Regions from separate parts of the Zea mays genome. Here region 2 is linked to region 1. The links are chromatin contacts, called in public Hi-C maps. All regions are on one chromosome and are shown on one strand. Each heading gives the region's core, a stretch centred on a gene start, on an enhancer-like site or on the middle of the called end of the contact. The rest is flanking DNA. Distances are from core to core; before and after follow the strand shown. Region 1 holds the start of LOC100280893 (chemocyanin). Region 2 holds the start of LOC100304216.

Evidence for each region. Hi-C and Micro-C count contacts between places; a contact is called where the count stands out from the background.
Region 2: a contact with region 1 is called in a Hi-C map of ear, with 2.4 times the contacts expected there. The contact joins the promoter of LOC100304216 here to the promoter of LOC100280893 in region 1. A contact is called at or near these places in 2 of 25 Hi-C or Micro-C datasets (ear and leaf).

What each region holds. Positions count from the first base shown.
Region 1 is chr5:11,995,878-11,999,009 of Zm-B73-REFERENCE-NAM-5.0, forward strand. LOC100280893 (chemocyanin) reads left to right here and starts at 1,660. Exons shown (of 2, transcript NM_001153813.1): 1 at 1,660-1,901; 2 at 2,009-2,446. The coding sequence starts at 1,703. The coding sequence ends at 2,208.
Region 2 is chr5:12,223,741-12,226,872 of Zm-B73-REFERENCE-NAM-5.0, forward strand. LOC100304216 reads right to left here and starts at 1,610. Exons shown (of 9, transcript NM_001165666.1): 1 at 1,354-1,610; 2 at 1,194-1,263. The coding sequence starts at 1,404.

The DNA.
Region 1 (3,132 bases), core at 410-2,909:
GGCTGCACCACCACGATGCCGCCGTGAGATGCGTAGAGCCACCGAGGAGAACAGAGCCCTAGGGTGCGCGTGTCGGACCCGCGACCGTTGGACCTTGCCGCCCCGGACGACAACGATCTTCCCGAGAGGCAGCGCCTGCCCAGATCCACCGGAAGGAGGGAAAGGGGCCGCCGCTGCTGTCATCGTGGGCCGCACGGGCTTCCGGTGCTCAGGCGGCGGCTGGGGTTCGCTCGGGTCGCCTAGCACAGGGACGGCCGAGCGCAAGGATACACATGTGTGTGTTCTACGTTGTGTAAAAACCACATACCTCTGCTTTATTATGGCTACTTCCTTATATAATAAAACAATCCCATCTCGTCCAAACAGATCGTTTGATTTGAATTGCCAAAACATGTATCGTCTCTCTAAAAAAACGTGTAATTACTGCAATAACTTGCATACCAACATAACATTAGTAGACTCATTTTCATTATTGCGCAAACAATTGGCAACAGATCAAATCTCTTCTCGATATTTTCTTTTTCTTTTTACCATCATTAATTGCATACTCCTCTATGATATGAGCATATACCATAAGATCTAACTAGAGGCATACAGTGAAAAAAAAACTTCCAATATATGGACAAAATAAACAAACCATCTCCTGGCTCGGGTTGCTATCTGGATGCCGCTAAAATACCCCCAAGTCGCTAAATTTACTTCCAGCGTCCTTGCACTAGTGTCTAGTGTGGCACCACGGGGGTGCATCATCGGCCGCATAATCTGAAGAATGTCGCGCTTTGGTCCGTTCCGTCCATTTCAGTTTCAGGTTGCCCAGCCTCCTTTCTCCCGAACCAGATTCATTGATGATCCTGTCCGCCACCACTGACGAGGGCGCGTAGGTTTGCTGCTCGTCAAGGTGGCCCGCCTATCTGGAGTTATGGACAGAGTCAGGTGCACATGGATCAAGCAAGCTAGTGTGGTGTAGTACACTACTGTATGAAGAATTGAAGACTCGTTTGTTCCACTTGCACCGCACGGGTCTAGGTCTAGCTAGCTCCCGCACACCTGCGTTTGCTTGCTTTATGGTGCGGCGGGACAGCTAGAACAGACGTCGATCTCCTGACGTTCTCTCTCGTCCTTTCAATTTTGAAGGATAATTAAGAAAAACACTGTCTCAACTCTTGAACCTAAATCAAATAAACTTATTTGAGATCGTTCTATCTCATTCTATCTCGTCATTGTAACCAAACACATCCTTAAATCCTGTGCCAGGCCAGTCCATCCTCCCGTCCGCGGCGAGGGTCAGGGCGCTCACCAGTCACCCACCAACGGGAACTGCTGAAGAACGCGGACTGCAATAAACGCAACAAGAAAGTTTTTCCAAGGCTTGTGGCTCCCCACCCCCGTCCTCTCTCGTCCTCGTTGGTCAGTGGGTGGGGGTGGCTATGGCTTGCTTCCTCGCTCGCAGCTCGATCGGTGTCACTGTGGGGCTAGCTAACTAACTATGTACTCCTATTCAGTAGCGTTAGTTCACACGGCGTAAGCGCTTGCTTGTCCCTGGGCCATTTGACCGTGCCATGGCCACTATATACGCTAGAAACGAGAGTTTGGTTATCGTCGTGTGCAGGGGTACTTGGGTTCGCCTATAAAAAGCGGTTCTTGGTGCGCTCTACAGCTCACTTCTAGAGTTTAGCTATAGCCTCACTGCTAGAGCGCCGCCATGGCTCAGGTAAGGGGCAGTGCTCGTGGCACTGGCAGTGGCAGCAGCGCCGCCGCGCTGGCGCTGGTCCTCCTGTGCGCGCTCCTCCGCGGCGAGTTCGCCGAGTCGGCGGTGTACACGGTCGGCGACCGCGGCGGGTGGAGCTTCAACACCGCCAGCTGGCCCAACGGCAAGCGTTTCCGCGCCGGCGACGTCCTCGGTGACCAGTGATGCATCCCATTTTCCATGGATGGCTGCGTACGTAGCCCAGCTTAATCTGACCCTCTGATGGTGTGCACGCGCGCGCGCGTTCATGGCTTCATGCAGTGTTCAGGTACGACGCCAGGGCGCACAACGTGGTGCCCGTGAGCGCGGCGGGGTACAGCTCGTGCAGCGCGCCCGAGGGCGCCAGGGCGCTCGCCACCGGGAACGACCGCGTCACGCTGAGGCGCGGCGCCAACTACTTCATCTGCAGCTTCCCAGGCCACTGCCAGGCCGGCATGAAGGTCGCCGTCACCGCCGCCTAGGCACTGCAGGGCGGCCAATCAGCCGGCGGAGAGCGCCGCGCTCACGGAGTAGTAAAGCACGTAGCTAATTAGACGGTGCTGCCCTTGTTGTTCAATAATATCGTCTGTCGTCCCGTACTTCATAACCTGCGCGGCGTGTTAGTAGTTGTTTGGTGGTGTTTGGCGACTGGCACTATAAAGAAGGGTCAGATCGAGTGATGTACTTGCTACCAATAAAGGTATACGGTTTGTGTGTTCACTCGATGTTATATATACGTCGCCCTATTCCAAACCTATAGAGAGCTAATGGCTAATAAGTTGTAAGTTAGGTTGAGAAGTATAATTAATAATTAGCTAGTCCAACGACTGACCCATTCAGTCATTCTAAAATTCTCAGCTAAATTTAGTGTCTAACTATTAAATTTAGAGGTTTAGAACAAGATCTAAGTGGTGCTTGTTTAAGCTCTACAAAACAAAAATAAAAAATTACGATTCCAATGTTGGGTGCGAGGATGACGTTGAATTGTAAACACAACCTCAGACTATCCATAACGGTTCCCTCTACGTCATCCCTATATACCTAATTTTTTCTCTATCCTCTAAAGATTCCATCCCCTGAATCATGTTTCTTGTGGGATCCTGTTTTATCCGAGTTGAACCCTATTTATTCCACATTTAAAAAACCCTATTTATTCCACATTTAAAAAAAATGCGGGATGGACCCAATATATATTAGTGTATTAGCTAAAGCCGTATATCCTTATGTGATAAATTATAGCACAAGAAATCATTCTAGCCATTGGACGTCTTCAATGAAAAGTAGCCAAAAGGCTCAAATAACATTGACCATAGCTTTATACACGCCACTAGCAAACTAACAACAATAAAACATTGCTCTTTTATACTTAATTGTTTCGTAGTGTTATCCTCCCAGTCAATCACGTA
Region 2 (3,132 bases), core at 360-2,859, 230 kb after region 1:
ATAAATAATTGTGGACAAAAAATACAGCAAATCTCGTATGCTACATTGACCTCATGTAAGATTTTACAGACTGGTGCAGAGATTGAAAAGTTTATCAGTATTCAGATCGCTGGTTCATAAGGCATGGATGCCTTGTAACTTTGTAAGAATGAGGGACAGTTTGCATGTAAGCTCAGCATATAATTATCTTATAACAGACAAGGAGGCTATCTGGTTCAATGCCTACCAGGCATCGATCTTGTTCCCAAACACCCAAAATCGAATAGGGAGTTCCCTGCACCAGACAAACCTTGCCTAGGGAGTAACCGAACAAGCCTGCAAGAGGATTCCCAAAAACAAGCGAGAAAACAACTTCCCCAATCCCCAATTGTAAAACGTTTTCTTCTTTCTAGAAAGGTTGTTTTGACAATGTATCTTGACATAAGGGCATGTACAACCCGGAGACACAAGTTCAGTTTTCCAAGTATAAGAGACGACTAAAAGATTACATGGTACAACCCTGACACCTTAGATCATCAATGCAGATAAGAGACAACGTGTATGGAAAGTCATGAAGATACGGGCTCTTCGCTCTTGTATTTTTTCACTTAAGCCCTTAGAGACCCCATATTAAATGGGGTTGTACATGCCCTAATGTATGCTATATAAGTCATCGTCTTGTAATTTGGAATTGGATGAGTATAATACAGTTCAGGGGATAGGTTGGGTTTTTGGAGGCTTGGAGCAACAACTGCCACACAAACTGAGTCAAAGAAGTTAATAACCAATTTCACTAACCGTTATCTAAACTAAACTCTGGGGGGGAAATAACAAGGACAAGAATTTATCCTCTAAGCATCAGCAGGAATGAACGGTGTTTGGTTTATGGAATGAAGTGGTCCATCATCATCTCACTCTTTAGTTTTTTATGGAATAAAATGAGTTGATCTATCACCAGCTCGTTCCTTACGAGTTAATAACTAGTAGTAGTATGAGAAATAAGGACATTTCATTAAATTTAACAAATTAACTCACGATGCTTCAACTTGTCTAGAATGAAAATGGGTCGATTTCCCAAACTAAACACTCCGTAAATTCACATTCACTACTGGAATTCTGTTAGCAATTGCGCCCTACTAGTACAACTATACAAGGGACAGTCATGGCAACCCATTACCCATTCCAGTATCAAGAGCGGCTGAGTCAGTTTTTACCTGCGAAATCGGTGACCTTATCGAACCGGAGGAGAGCTGTGATGATGAAGAACAGCAGCTGGTACCCCACCTACCGGAAGCACAGAGAACGTAACAAGGGATCAAAACTCGAAGCCTTACTGAGAACCGGGAGAAGGGAGGAGGGGAACGGGGCACTTACAGTAACGATGGCGGTGAGCGCCAGGAAGTGCGAATCGAGCACGGTGCCCATCGCCCCGGTAGCTCTGTTTCTCCTCCCAACTCCCTCCCTGCAGCTCGTGCTAACGGAGGTGTTAATTGCGAGGAGAGCTGTAGGGAGCGAGTATTTAGCAGGGCGGGTTTGGTCGACGGCAGATGTGGAGCCGGAGGAGCCCGGTGGGAGTGGCAGTCATCCTCACCCCGGGCGGCCGGGCGAGCTTGTGGCCAGCATCGAAACAGGGAGGCCAGTGTTGGACTGGACCAGCCTGTGCGACCGCGAATACTTGCGGCGCGGGCTATGCGAATGCTTGGCCCAAAGCGAGAGGCACACGGAGGAAAAGGTCGTCTCGTTCGTACAGGAGACAATTCCTGGGTTGATTTGGTGACAAGGGAATCCCGGGAGGATTGTAGTGGATTGAGAGGGAAATGAATTAATTTCCTCCTCAATCCCCTCCAATCCTTCCGAGATCCCAGATCACCAAATTAGCCCTTAGGTTTTTCATTTGATGGTATTGAGTTGGATTAAATAGTATTGAGTTAGTTTAAATCTATAGCAAATCAAAATTCATTTCAATCCATTCTAATATACTTCAATCCACACAGAATTTGAATAGCCGAATAAGCCATTATTTGGATTTGACACCGGTATAAGTTGGTTTAGTGATATGAGAATTGGAATGACCTATAAAGGAAATAAATCCATTACTATTCTTAGGCCTAATTTTTTGTTAATTTCTTGGACCTTAAAATATAAACTTTTTTATTTGGTTTTAGATATAAATCTCTACTATATTAAAGCATCAGTTCCAACGGTCGTCTCGCGTCAATATTTTTCAAAAAAATACTCTACCTTTCTTTAGAATCAACTCGTACTCCTATGTTTTTTTCTCTACTACTAGGAAAGTTTATGTAAAAAATAAGATGAAATTATGTATAAAGTGAGTGTTTGAACATTAGTTGTTGGTTCCATATTCACACCCACCTAACCAATAGAAAATGTATATTTTGTGTTTTACTAAAATAAAATTTATCTTATTATATATATATAAAAGCGTAGTAATGCACGAGTATATGACTAGTTTGGTTCTCTATATAAGACCTTTGAAGGTGGTAACTTTCACGTGAAAGTCATTTTTACCCTTATTAAATATTTATCTAAATATTTTTTGTATAAACACTTACAATAAAAAATGATAATATAATAATTATGTATGTATGGATACTTCGAATAATTAATTACAGGACTACTGGAGACCTGCAACCGTATCGTATGCATATGAGCAGCCATATGCACATATGTGCGATCCTAACTCTTCGATGTATATCTGACGGTCGACACAATTTTTACAAATTGTGATGCGAGTTTCTTTTGCAAATACCCCTACTTCCCTTCTTCCCCACACAAGAGCACGACAACAACTGTGGAGAGTTTTGGGCATGGCCTGCTTCCTCGTTGGGCGTCACGTGCATGCTCGTCGGTCGCCACTGTGGAGAGTTTTGGGCACGGCCTTCTTCCCCACGTCGAAGTTGTACGACCAGCCAGGATCTTTCTACGAGAAGCTAACGGATGTGCAAGGAAGTGGAAGGGGGGTAAGGATAGCTAGGGGAGGGTTAAAGTGTTAATAATTGCAGCGACCATCGGATTAATGTTTAAGGGCCAGATCCCACGTGTGCATATGTGCACAGAGCTGTCCATGTGCATGCATACGATACGACCTCTTCCTAAAAATGCCTGAAAGCATGTCTGCCATGTACCTCGAGA